2 separate regions of the Sus scrofa genome follow, and region 2 is linked to region 1. Evidence: chromatin contacts called from public Hi-C data. All regions are on one chromosome and are shown on one strand. The core of a region is the stretch at or near the end of the contact, and the rest is flanking DNA. Distances in the headings are between cores, read along the strand shown. Region 1 overlaps NEDD4L (E3 ubiquitin-protein ligase NEDD4-like). Region 2 overlaps NEDD4L (E3 ubiquitin-protein ligase NEDD4-like).

Region 1 (7,270 bases), core at 257-2,756:
AAATCCCTTTAACCAAAACTTGATGGCATTCCTCATAAAACAATATGGGACTCAGTCACTGAGTTTCACCCCATATCTTTGAGCAACGTGAAAGTGAGAGGCTTAAGATAAGAAACAAAGGCAGCTCTGTGGCACAAAGCTGATCTTAACCAAAAAAAGAAGAAAAAAAGAGTAGATTCACCAGCACACAAAATATTAAAACCAACCCACAGTCTGGCCATTAATGTCTGATCAAGGGCATCATTACCGTTGGCTCCTCACCACCCGTGACAGTCGATGAGCGTGCTCTCCCAGCTGGGGCACTGGGCTGTTAAACGACAATTTACATCAGTGAGATGCACTCAGGGAGACCACCCGTTGCTCACTGAAATTAGGAATCGGTGCAGGTGCACTGAATCACCAATAAGGCAGGTGACATGAATCAGAGTCTGTGAAATGCACCCGGTCCAAACAATGTTGAGCAACCACTGATGACCAGAGGAAAAAGAGGAACGGTGATCATCTTTCCACCCAGAAAAGGCTCAGGGTGTAGCCCTGATTTGGGTCAATGATTTGACAACCCAACAATGTGAGATGTCTTATTCCAAAAAAAAAAAAAAAGAAAAAAAGAAAACAGGAAACGCCAAATTATGTCCCCATTGTTAAATAACGAGCAGATTCTGAAATCTGCCAAACTCCAAATTCAAGAGGCCACTGGTGATCAGTGAGTTCACAGCTTCACAGGGCATGTGGAAGGGGGGAAGAATCATCAGTTTTCAGGGAAGTGAGCTCTTTGGCCAATAAAATTGACATTGATTTTGAAAAGGAGAGAAAGCACCATTGATTCATGAAGGAAAAATCACAGAATCAACACAAAATCACAGAGGAGGATCCCAGTGGTCCCTCATAGCTGATTGTTCGATGTGGGGGAAGGCCTGTACTGTAACTATCCCAGAAAGGATGCTCTTGTGACCAACCAGCCCTTTAGATGTATGCCACAACCGAAGCCATTAGGTTGATTCCTTGATTGACTACTGTACTCATTAATTCATTTTATAAACATAAAAGACCAAAACCTAGGCCAAAGAAATCTTCTAAAGTTGAGCAAAAATGTACACAATAGGGAAGACACCATTGCTGCAACAACTGCTAAGTACAATCTTCCTTTCTCTTCCATTTCATACATAATAAAGTATTCGTGCTAAAAATGATTGAAGATTTGTCATAATAAAAAAAAAATTGGTCAAGGTCAAACACTGAGTCAAGCATGCTGAAGCCACAAAATATTTTCTCCTCCAAAATAAGAAATTAACTTGCATAAAATCTATTTTTTAATGTTGTATGCCAAACATCTCCCAAGGCAGTGCTGGCCTGCCTTCCCTTCTGAATATTCATTTTTATTTATGTCTTAGATTGTTAAAGATCCCTTACACTTCCATATTTGCTGCTGGTCATGAAAACTGTGGGAGAGTGGGAACACATCATAGCTAACTGTTGAGTCAGCAGAGCTGCCTTTAAAGAGAAGGTACAGAGGCTTTGTGAGTTAAGAGTTAAGGCCAACAGTCATAGAGAAGAATTCTCATTGTCCACCCAGAAGAGTTCTTCCCATGTTTTTGAGATACAGGTTGCTCAAGCATGGCCTTGGGGACTAAATGAGGTTTTGAGAAAAGAGATTGTTAATGTGTGCTTTAGTTTAGGTCAAGAAAGCACATCAGAATTGGTATTAATTTGGACAGAAACATAATGCAATAAAGCATTTCAGAGACTTTGGTAGCAAACAACAATTCTGTATATCTTGGAAATCCACTCTTTTTGGGACATTTGCTAGGAACTTTTAATGTTTCATGTATATGGTCAATGGATTTGCATAGGAAAAACTCTTCCTCAGTAGCCCAGACAATTTTAAAGAAAAGCCAAAAGAGCCAACTGATGGCTGGAAATGAGCATGGGTTACCGGTGGTAGATGAGCCTGCTCGGTGACTGCATCGGTGACACTGCAGGACCTCAACCTCGAGGAGGGCTCTCTCTGCTGAAGGGGAAGAAAGGACACAAAGTATCAAGAACACATTCTGAGAAAGGGGTTCCACTGCTCTGTGATATTAGAAGGTAATTAAAGGAAACACCATCTTTTCAGAGTAATGAGAGTAATCCTTAAGGGGTCAAGAATCTTTTGTTGTCATTCTCAAGTGTTTTAAGCTGACCGGGATAGAAACAACAGCAAAAATAAGAGGAGGCCAAAACAGGAAAGAGGACTCCACAGGTAACACTTGAGTGATGCTTTAAAAATAGAAGAAGCTAAGAATTCTGTGTTCTGGAGTTCCCGTCGTGGCGCAGTGGTTAACGAATCCGACTGGGAACCATGAGGTTGCGGGTTCGATCCCTGCCCTTGCTCAGTGGGTTAACGATCCGGCGTTGCCGTGAGCTGTGGTGTAGGTTGCAGACGCGGCTCGGATCCCGCGTTGCTGTGGCTCTGGCGTAGGCTGGCAGCTACGGCTCTGATTGGACCCCTAGCCTGGGAACCTCCATGTGCCACGGGAGCGGCCCAAGAAATAGCAAAAAGACAAAAAAAGACAAAAAAAAAAAAAAAAAGAATTCTGTGTTCTGCTTTGAGAAGCAAACTTGGGTAAATTCTAGTGGAACATGAAGACAGGAAGAGATACTGACATATAGTTATTAAACATTTATTGACTATTATTACCACTGACAAAGAATCAATTGAATTCTACTTCCAGGGGGACTCACATAGAATCTTGGGCTACTATGAAGGGTTACTTTAGCTTCTGAATGGAGTTCAAGACAGGAATGAAGGAAAATAGTGAGGGTAAGCTAAAAAAACCTAGTGTATTGCTTGTATTAATCTGTTTGGTGGGGGAAAAAAAAAAAGACTTTGTAAAGCAACTATACTTGAATAAAAATTAAAAAAGAAAAAAAAAGACTAACAGATCCAGTCAGAGACCAGGAGCAGGTCACAGGCATGCAAGGCTTGGGACAAGTTTGCAGCATTTCCTTACTTTTAATATTTTTCAGTAAGTAAAACAGAGGTAAGATCACAGACTCTGTATCAGTAGATGGGGGGCTTTTCAAGTCTTTCCACAATGGTTAGCATGTAAGATTCATTCAGAAGCAAAAGTTCATGCTATTGTCCTTGAATGATCCTGACAAGGAAAACTGGAAAGAATCCTCTATTCTTCCCTTTCCCAGGCACCAGATTAAACACAATCTTAAAGGTAGTTTATGGGTCCAGAATAGTTCAATGCAGATGCTCCCTATACAAATAACGAGAGATGCTGATTTACTATCAATGCCGCCTGAAATGTTTTTTCCACTTAAAAACTAAAGTTATGCCATTAATATGGTTCCAGCAATACTTATTTCTTTTTGTAGGGTTTCGAATATATGGCTTCCTTGCTTATGTGGTTTCCATAGCAACAGTTTTATCAATTCAATATCCTATATATGCAAATTCCTTTCCTTACTGCCCCTTTAGTATTAAATTCTCAGCTCAGTGGTATTTCTCTTTCTGAAAGACACTCACAGGATTAGAATACAAAAGCATATTAAGTGAGTAATCACGGCAACTCATGATATGGGCCAATGATATCTTTTTTTTGTTGTTGTTGTTGTTGTTGTTGCTATTTCTTGGGCCGCCCCTGCGGCATATGGAGGTTCCCAGGCTAGGGGTCGAATCGGAGCCATAGCCACCGGCCTACGCCAGAGCCACAGCAACGCGGGATCCGAGCCGCGTCTGCAACCTACACCACAGCTCACGGCAACGCCAGATCGTTAACCCACTGAGCAAGGGCAGGGACCGAACCCGCAACCTCATGGTTCCTAGTCGGATTCGTTATCCACTGCGCCATGATGGGAACTCCCCAATGATATCTTTTAAAATAAAAACATAACTTAAAGAGTAACAATTTTGTGAGCACCTACTGGCTTTTACATTGTATGCAGTCCTACCCATTAAGATTTGGTATGGCTGTAATGATTATTTTTCTAGGATGCCATTTTCAGAAGAGTGACTACCACCACTTATTACAGTCTATCTGTAGGCTCAATTTCTCAGGAAACATTGAAACTGCACTGCTTCTCAATTTGATGCACAAGCAAGAAATTTCTATGGGCTTTTTCTGCAAAGTTTTGTGTTGTCAAACACAGGTCTTCATGGCTGATTCTGCTGCTTCTCACCGGGGCTTAGCCCCACCTAAAGCATCTAGAATGAATTTCCCTGATGGCTTAAGAGCCCCAATTCAAATGCTACCCTGATGTCAGTGTCACAATTTTTTGACCACTTGCAGGGATTTATTTGTACTCTGGGACTTAGGCGATGCCTTCTATCTCCCAATCTAACCTCGTTTTGGATACGTCACTTAAACATCATGCCTTCATCTGTGAAACGAGAATGATAAAGTACATATCGTACGACTTAAGAGCACTAATTAGGAGGCCCAACATCTCTTGGATCCTGGTGTAAAACACCACCTATGTGATAAAGGCACTCTTTATGAGCCTTTGGGAGGCGGGGGGAGAAATTCTGCAAGGTTAAAGCTGATGCCACAGAAGTCACAGACTTTTCTCTATTAATTAAGGAAGATTTTCACCTGTGTGGGCTAACTGTGGTAGAGTCCTTCTCTTGGGGAAGGAGGAACTTTGGAAAAGGTCAGAATTATCTGGGAGCTGGAAGACCCTTGCCATTATTTGCATAGAGATTTTCTTAAAGCAGCAACAAAATGACAAAATATCTGCTCAGCCTCTCATTTCAACAAGACTCTTACTTACAATCAAAGAACCAAACTGCTCCCCATTGGAGTCTGGAGTGATCTGAAGCCTTCTGCTCAGTTCCTCAGACAGCTCCTGAGGGCTGGTCCGAGACACGGGTGAGGCTGGCGGTGGTGGCAGCGCCAGGCTGAGGGAGTCTCCACTGATGTTCACTTCTTCCGAAATGGTCTCCCAAGGCTGGCAGGGAACGAGACACAGAGATAAATGCTAGAAGGAGGGGCGCTCTGGTCCTCATCCATTACGATACCTAAAATTAACATCTACTGAGTGCTCAGGAGGGGCACAATCTTCTCAATATCTGTGAGGAAGATGGCTACTACCCTAATTAACAGATGAGGAAACCGAGGCAGAGGGAGGAACTTGCTCCAGGTAACAGAATTAGCAAGTGGCAGGGCCAAGGAAGCCTGGCTCCAGGGGCTGTGCTCTTAACCCCTTTATAAGAGCACTTCTCTAAGCAGTGGCTTCCTTCTAGTACCTGTTAGTACCTGCATGGTTAAACAATATGCTCAGGAATTCATTTGTGATTTTCACGGATTTTCTTTTACTCTAAATGCTGAGGATTCACAATGAAATCAGCAGAGATGTTATAAACTGTAAGGAAATACTCGTATAAAGTAACTTTCAGTGAATTATTACAGAATCAATCCTGCTTTTCTAATTTTGATCACTGAAACATTTTGTGAATGATCTTCCTAACACAATGCTTACAGAGAATGGGCTTCTAATAAGTAAGCAGAACTGTTAAGGCAGCATGGAAGTCACGGTAACTGCTAATTTGTTGTTCAATGTATATATATTTCTTCCTCAGAAATTTACCATAAGCATTTAAGGAGAAACCTATAAACATTTCTGTTCACCCACATTTGTATTTTCTTGGTAATAAATCTCTTTCATGATGTCAAAACTACTCAGTAGAAACTTATATCTGGTACCCAAACAAGCAACAGGGTCCCTTCAACTGCTCAGAGATAACCATTGTTGCCGTTTTAATAAGATATGGTTAGACTCTGTGGAATAATAAAGTATGAAGGGAATATACCTTAAGATCTCCACACTAACAATAACGTCATTCCCTTTTGCAGTGGTTAGTGGTGTAGATAGGTGTATTCATCAAAGATGGTTTCTATAAGCATTTTGTGGATTATTAAATATGCTGACGGTCAACCATGAGACCATAAATCTTTTAAGACAGTGTTTACTGAGATCAGAAATGATGATACAGGGTCAATATGGAGAATTCGGAGAAGAGGAGCTTCAGGGACGTGGGGCAGAGAGGGGTCCTACCTCAGGGCCGTCTCCGCCCTCGCTGGGCTCGGGCTCCAGGTCCTCGCTGATGTGCCTGCGGGAGCGGAAGCGACGGTGTGCTGCCTCCTGGTTGATCTGCCGGATGTTGCTGTCGGACTCAGAGGACACATCCCTAGTAGCGCAGGGCGAGCACGGGAGACAGAAGAACTGGAATTGATACCTGGCCCTTTGACACCAGCCCTATGCTTACCAAGGGCCTGGCACCTCATACAGGGTCTGCGATCTTATGCTAAACACTGACACTCAACTGGCTATTAAATAGGAGAACCTTCCACCTGTCTTGGGTAAAGTTTACTTCTAGGTTCATTTCACTGAAATAAATACAGTTTTTAAAGGCATCAGTCACAACATCTTGTGTATCTTTCAGGCATATGCTGCAGCATGTACTTTAGTATTTAGGGAAGAAGAGAAATCAAAATCCTCCATCCATTGGCCCTGGTGACAAATGAGGCTCCTCGAAAGAGGTGACAGGTAAGCTCACACTTGTGGCCAGTCAGTGGCGACCCCTCTAGGGTCTAGCAACCACAGAACAGCAACTTCTGGTCATTAACAATTAACCAGTGAGCACATAGTCTAAACTCAAACCTGGGCTCTGGAGGGAAGCACTCATGACCCAACAAGAACTTTTTTGGTGGCTGTGGGTCTCATTTTGACAGATTCTCAGAATCATAACACTGCTTTCTTCCTGTTAAACTCCTTTTCAAAATTCATACAAACATCAGGCAATAATCTCCCAAATCAAGTGGGACTTGAGGAATGCTGCAACTTTTTTTTTTTTTTTTTTTTTGGTCATATATTTCTCTTAGTTCAGGATCTTAAGTATCAATTCAATCTTCAAAACTTTTGCAGTAAATTACAGGTAATTCTCTTTTGGGAGGAATACTACTTGGAGGCTTTTAGAGTAGAAGTTTAAATGTCAAACTGTTCTTCAGAGAAAACTCTTATAGACTCTCCCAATAAGATACCATATGCAGCTAACAAAAGTGATGTTGCAAGTTAATATCTCAAAATATTGGAAAACATTATTTCAAACTAATTGAAATCCAGTATTCATCAGGGCCTTCATTATAGATTCTTTCTAAAATATAGGTCCTAAAACATTCTAATGTTGTCTCAGACTAACTTATACAGTACCCCCCACCCCAAACTGTAACAGTGAATAGTCTGCAATAAGAAGCACTGTTTGCAAATAAATAGATGACTCTTG
Region 2 (6,994 bases), core at 3,254-5,753, 150 kb after region 1:
GCTGAAAGGCAAACAAGGAATTCAACTTTGTAGCATTAGCCTATCCCAAAGAAAAAGGAAACAAAATTTACTACTGTTATCCTCTAACAAAATAACTTTTTTTGGGCTATGCTCATGGCACACACAAGTTCTTGGGCTAGGGATCTAAACCACACCACAACATCGACCTGAGCTGAAGCAATGACAGTGCCAGATCCTTAGCCTGCTGAGCCGCCAGGGAACTTCAACAGCAATTTTTTAAAGAAAAACTTTTAACCTTAGCATGTTTTACACTTATAGAATTACTGCAACGTGAGTTCCCCTACATCCTACATCTGGTTCCTCCCATTATTAACATGTACATTAGCATCATGTATTTGTCATAATTAATGAATCAAGGTTGGCAGATCATCACTAACTGAACTCCAGACTTTATTATATATAATAAATTATATTGTATATAATACCTTGTTTTTCCCTAATGTCCTTTTCCTGTTCCCAGGATGAAATTTTGGTTTTCTTTCCATTTAAAATTCAACCACAGAAGATAGTCCATGCTCCTGGGTTGGAAAAATATTGTAAAAATGGCCATACTACCCAAAGCAATCTACAGATTAAATGCAATCCCTATCAAATTACCCATGACATTTTTCACAGAAGTACAACAAACAATCCAAAAATTTATAGGGAACCACAAAAGACCTAGAATTGCCAAAGCAATCCTGAGGAACAAAAACCAAGCAGGAAGCATAACTCTCCCAGACCTCAGGCAGTATTACAAAGTCACAGTCATCAAGACAGTGTGGTACTGGTACCAGAACTGACACACCGGCCAGCGGAACAGAATAGAGAACCCAGAAATAAACCCAGACACCTACAGTCAATTAATCTTTGACAAAGGAGGCAAGAACATAAAATGAGTAAAAGACGATCTTTTCAGCAAGTATTGCTGGGAAATCTGGACAGCTGCATGCAAAGCAATGAAACGACAACACATCACCACACCACACACAAAAATAAACTCAAAATGGCTTAAAGACTTAAATGTAACACAAGACACCATCAAACTCCTGGAAGAGAACACAGGCAAAACCTTCTCTGACATCAACCTTACAAATGTTTTCTCAGGTCAGTCTCCCAAAGCAACAGAAATAAAAGCAAAACTAAACCAATGGGACCTAATCAAACTGACAAGCTTTTGCACAGCAAAGGAAACCATTAAAAAAAAAAAAAAAAAAAAAAAGACAACTTACAGAATGGGAAAAAATAGTTTCAAACGATGCAATGGACAAGGGGTTAATCTCTAAAACATACAAGCAACTTATACAACTCAACAGCAAAAAAACCAACAACCCATTGGAAAAATGGGCAAAAGACCTGAATAGACATTTCTTCAAGGAAGATATACAGATGGCCAACAAGCACATGAAAAAATGCTCAACATCCCTGATTACTAGAGAAAAGCAAATCAAAACTACCATGAGATACCACCTCACACCAGTCAGAATGGCCATTGTTCATAAATCCACAAATAACAAATGCTGGAGGGGTTGTGGAGAAAAGGGAACCCTCCTGCACTGTTGGTGGGAATGTAAACTGATACAACCACTATGGAGAACGGTTTGGAGGTACCTTATCTATACATAGAACTACCATATAACCCAGCATTCCCACTCTTGGGCATATATCCAGACAAAACTTTCCTTTAAAAAAACACATGCACCTGCATGTTCATTGCAGCACTATTCACAATAGCCATGACATGGAAATAACCTAAATGTCCATTGACAGATGATTTGATTCGGAAGATGTGGTATATATACACAATGGAATACTACTCGGCCATAAAAAGAACAAAATAATGTCATTTGCAGCAACATGGATGGAACTAGAGACTCTCATCCTGAGTGAAGTCAGAAAGAGAAAGACAAATACCATATGATATCACTTATATCTGGAATCTAATATACAGCGCAAATGAACCTTTCCACCGAAAAGAAAATCATGGACTTAGAGAACAGACTTGTGGTTGCCAAGGGGGAGGGGAAGGGAATGGGATGGATTGGGAGCTTGGGGTTAACAGATGCAGACTATTGCCTATGGAATGGATTAGCAAAAAGATCCTGCTGTGTAGCACTGGGAACTATGTCTAGTCACTTAACATGGAGCATGAGAATGGGAAAAAAGAATGTATACATGTATGTGTAACTGGGTCACCATGCTGTACAGTAGAAAAGAAAATAATGTATTGGGGAAATAAAAATAAAAATAATAAAATTCAACCACAGGAAAGCTATTTAAGCAAATACAACATATACAAGCATAAAGAACTAAAATGATGCCTCTTGAGGCATGCTAAGCCCAAGAAAAATGCAAATACCAGACAAAATCACCATCAAGGGTCAGCTCTTTGGAGTTTCCATCATGGCTCAGCAGTAACGAATCCAACTAGCATCCACTGAGGATGCAGGTTCAATTCCTGGCCTCGATCAGTGGGTTAAGGATCCAGCATTACTGTGAGCTGTGGTGTAAGGTTGCAGACACACCTCAGATCTGGCGTTGCTGTGGCTGTGGTGTAGGCCTATAGCTGTAGCTCCGATTTGATCCCTAGCCTGGGAAATTCCATATGCCACAGGTGTAGTCCTAAAAAGACTAAAAAAAGAAAGAAAAGAGTCAGCTTTTCAACAGACCAATCCTGACCTATAGCTACCGTCTGAAGAGAACTTACACTCTTCAAGTACGTAAAGCGTTTTCACGTATGAATGAGTTGCTGTATGAAGGACACCAACTCTAAAGTCAGTTTTAGGTACAAAGGCTGGTTCAGTCATACTAAACTGGTGTATCATTTAAACCAGGTCAATATACAGCTTCTTGGGGTCTGAAACTTACAAAACACTTCTCGGGGTACTATTTGGACCCACAGGTAGGTAAGCCACTGTCCTTATTCCCAAAGTTTGTTTGATCCAATTAAAGCATCAAGAAATAAATGCATGAAAAGTTAACCTTCAAGTTTTCCAAGAGCAAGGCAGGATGACAGCAAAAGGTGTCCAAAATGAACACCTAATGGAAAGTGAATGCCATAAATAGGCAAAAATTGTCTCAAGAACTGAACTGAGGGAGAAACCACATCAGAATGGTGAGAAAAGGAAAGTTAACCTTTCTGGGCTAGAGTTTAATCTCAAAATAGAAGGTGTTAGACTCAACTTAAGATCCCCTCCTGCATCTAAAATTTCGCAGTCCCTTATTTCTGTCTCCAACAACCACAGTGAGGTTAGCAACGGGGATGTCCCTGTCCTGTCATCAGCCACAGAGGGACTCAGACAACATGACCACAGCAGGGTCTTCCCGCCAGCTGCCCTGGAGTGATTTCCACCACAAATGAAGGGCTTTTCCTGCCTGACAATGAAAACTCCTTCTTCATGTCATTCATGCTATCAAGTCACTACTAAGTAAATGATGTTAAGTAAGACACTTTGCTAATAATTTGAACTTGCAGGAAACACACTGCATTGTATTACAGGTATATTATACAATTCACACGCTCCACTAATTTGTTAACTCAACCTGGCCCAATGGGGAACACTTGCAAAATTCAAACTTTTACTCCTTATGGATCAGCTACTCAGAGCGTTCAGATTTTCCACAGCAGTTCTAATGTTGCATGTTTCTTAAAGCAGTGACAACCTTGGCACTGCTGACACTGGCTGGATACTTCTTTGTGGTGGAGGGCTGTCTTGTGCACTGCAGAAGGCTGAGCAGCATCCCTGGCCTGTCCCCACTAAAGGGACAGTGAAAAATCTCTCCAAGCATTGCCAAAAGTCCTTAGGAGGGAGAAGGACAAGTCAACCCTGGTTGAGACGCACTGCCTAGAAGTAATTCATGATACATATGAATAAATATGATTCAGAGTTCTCTAGTGGCCTAGCAGGTTAAATATCCAGTATTGTCACCGTGGTAAGTCTGGTCACTGCTGTGGCATGGGTACTATTCCTGGCCCAGAAACTTCTGCATGCCATGGGCTTGGCCGGTATGTGTGTGTGTGTGTGTGTGTGTGTGTGTGTGTATGTTTATACATAATAATTTATATATTATAATAATTTGTGTTATTAATATTAATAATTTATATTAACAATTATATTAATAATCAAATTATATTATGATGATTTGTATGTTATATAATAATTTACATATATATTTCAATAGCAATGTAAGATTTCAACGTGGTTATTAAATAACTTCTTAAAAAGTCTTTTATTAGGCCATATAAACTATTATTTGTCTCAGAAAATACAATCACTGTGGATGACCAAAGAGGCAAAACTGGTTTTATGAGGTTTTTCTCCTCCATTGTTCTGAGTACTTGAAAAGCAATAAAAATGTATGGATTTGATAATTCCGTAGGAACAAAGAATAGAATCAAAGCTTAGAAACCATTCTCCATCCCAGCATTCTACAGTAAACATCAGATTCTACAACCAGAAGCCAAACCAACCAAGCACGAGACAGAAGTTGGTCTGGGAAAGAGGCCAAAAGGGACAACTCATGACCACTGGGTGCCACTCAACACACCCACATTCTGCCTCCAAGGACCACAGGGAACGCTGCCCAAAGATCATTTGGCCATCAGTGATAAAAACAGACCCCATTCCCTAGAAGAAAATTAAGGCTAGGAGAGAGGAAAGATCTAATGCAAGTAGGGGCTTTCCTTATAAATGCTTTTGGCAAAAGTATCAAGGTTTTTTATAGGTCACTCTGCTTAACTGGGGGGTGGAGTGGAAAGGAATATTTTATAAGCAACAGTGAAACAGGATGAGTAAGTTCTTAAGGGAAATTTGAGAGATTGCGGCTTGGTGCCACTGGATTTTTTTTGAAAACTGGTTTTGAAAGCTGTTTCTCATGATGCAAAAGGTCATTTCTCGTTTTTGTGGTTAGGAAAGCTATTCCTTCTCTTTTTATAGATGTCTGTATGAATGTGTAGAAGTCACCTCCACAACCCACTTATAGGTCAGAAGAAAATGGCTAATTCCACCCACCCCCAGAGTTGCAGGACCATGCAAACGCCTCTTACCTTCATGGAAGAATGCCAGCGGGCTCTCAGCGGAAAGAAGCCGAGGAGTGCAGATGGTTGCCAAGGTGGCTTTAAAGAGAACCAGAGTCAATACCTGTGGCTGGGGGATGCTGATCCCTCACCACCACCTGGACAGAATGTCCTAAAGCAGGCTCCACGAAAGGCTCCCAAGGTCGGCTCTGGTCTCAGGAGCCTGCAAGCCACCTAGGAACCTGCCACCACACTGGGTGCTCTGCAGCTGCTCCTTCTGCTGAATACCTTTGGTTCCACCTCAGCTGGCTCCCGCTGCACTCCCCCTTGTCCCTGCCCCAAGGGAAAGAGCACACATCAGGAGAGAACCGGCTGTGCCCAGCTCCGGCAGGTGGGCAGATGGCGGGCAGAGAATCAATCACACAGGAGGATCTCGGAGTTCAGCTTGGGTGGTGGTGACCGAGCTAAGTGCTAATCGTGGAGAAGAATCTTTTACATTAAAGATCATTAACCAGGGGCCCAGGCACCTTGGCAGGGCTGAGAGTTCACAAACTGCAAAAATGCATTTAGATGAAGCTGCCGCCTCCTGTTGCCAAACACAGAGTTTGGGTCATTTCGGGAGAAGGGCACTGCAAAGGCATGGAAGGGGCAGAACCAAACAGGGACGTCTCAGGAAGGAGGGAGGCATTTCTTGCCTTTCTTCGACCACTGCTCTCCACTCACAGTGGCAATTAAATCTCTAGGGTTTGTCTTTCTTATCCCTCGTGAGGTGTGACTGTCCCCTCACGGACAGAGGACTCTCTAAGTAAGGGAGTAGAAACAGGTGAAGTCTGTGGGATCTGTGCCTGTGACTCCCCACTTCTCCATGGAAACATCTCCTTTTAAGGTGATGGTTTCGCCTCCACAGTTCCAAGTCCCACACCAGAAGGGTGGCAATTCCCTCTTCGTTAAGCTGCTTAGCAGTTTCACCCACATCCAGGGAACCAATGCCACTCAACTCTCAGGCAAAACAAGAAGTCACCATCAGACAAAAAGGGTCAGAAGTTCAATTTCACATGTTACCAAGAGCTGGGTTTTTGAAGATTCCTGACAAGTGTTCTTTCTGACATGCCTCAGGCTGCTATACACGCTCAGGGCTCATCCTTTGTCTAAGGCAGCCCGAGAGTTTCTCATCATTTACGGACTCACCCCAAAGAGCAAGCACTGAACCCGGTTTTCCACTCCAGCATTACATAACTTAATTTTCCTCCAATTACATATTTACCACAAAGCATTATTTGTGACTAAAGTGTAAAAAAAAAAAAAAAAAAAAATGGAGGGCCGCACTAATTTCTGCTAGAGAGATTTACCTCAAATGGAAAGACAATAGATTCCCGGAGATTAATTTCTTTAAGTGTGTTTTTAATGACCTTTAATGAGAAGACTCTTTAACTTGGAATCACGAAAATACAAGTGCTGGTTTTCTTTCTTTCCTTCTTTCTTGTCTTTTAGGACCACACCTGCAACAGTTCCCAGGCTAGGGGCAGAATCGGAGCTACAGCTGCAGCCCTACACCAGAGCCACAGCAACGCCAGATCCGAGCCATGTCTATGACCTAGACCACAGCTGATGGCAACACCAGATCCTTAACCCACTGAGCGAGGCCAGGGATCAAATCTGCGTCCTCGTGGATACTAGTCAGATTTGTTTTTGCTGAGCCATGACGGGAACCCCAAGTGCTGGTTTTCTTTTCTCTTAAAGGGAATACAAGTTTCTATGTCTAGAGACTGAGGAATGTAGGGAAAAAGACAATGAACAATGATCTAATTGTTCAGAACTCAGTATTTATCCATATAAGAGCAAGACCATGTAATCCCTGTGAACGCAAGTGAAAACTAAAGTTAGGAGTCATGTGACTCATCCTCAAGCACTTCCTGTAAAGGTTATAAAACAAATGAGGAAGGTGTTTGTATCCCAAGAGAAAGACTAGAACAATAA

What was found. A called contact is a pair of places that touch in the nucleus more often than the background predicts.
Region 2: a contact with region 1 is called in a Hi-C map of embryonic fibroblasts, with 1.6 times the contacts expected there. The contact joins two enhancer-like sites. A contact is called at or near these places in 1 of 5 promoter capture datasets (liver), 24 of 47 Hi-C or Micro-C datasets (adipose tissue, alveolar macrophages, brain and 13 more) and 1 of 2 datasets of contacts at active chromatin or transcription factors (skeletal muscle).

What each region holds. Positions count from the first base shown.
Region 1 is chr1:162,427,720-162,434,989 of Sscrofa11.1, forward strand. NEDD4L (E3 ubiquitin-protein ligase NEDD4-like) reads right to left here. Exons shown (of 32, transcript XM_021073866.1): 10 at 6,043-6,175; 11 at 4,759-4,935; 12 at 1,934-2,008; 13 at 248-307. Among named protein-coding and RNA genes, the nearest start is that of MIR122, 100 kb to the left of the region's middle. Within about 2 kb of position 1,507, at least 3 of the 83 cell types and tissues checked have an H3K27ac peak or open chromatin away from gene starts, as enhancers often do. A contact at or near this core is called in embryonic fibroblasts, where this site is marked.
Region 2 is chr1:162,576,843-162,583,836 of Sscrofa11.1, forward strand. All of the region lies in intron 2 of NEDD4L (E3 ubiquitin-protein ligase NEDD4-like), which reads right to left. Among named protein-coding and RNA genes, the nearest start is that of NEDD4L, 160 kb to the right of the region's middle. Within about 2 kb of position 4,504, at least 14 of the 83 cell types and tissues checked have an H3K27ac peak or open chromatin away from gene starts, as enhancers often do. A contact at or near this core is called in embryonic fibroblasts, where this site is marked.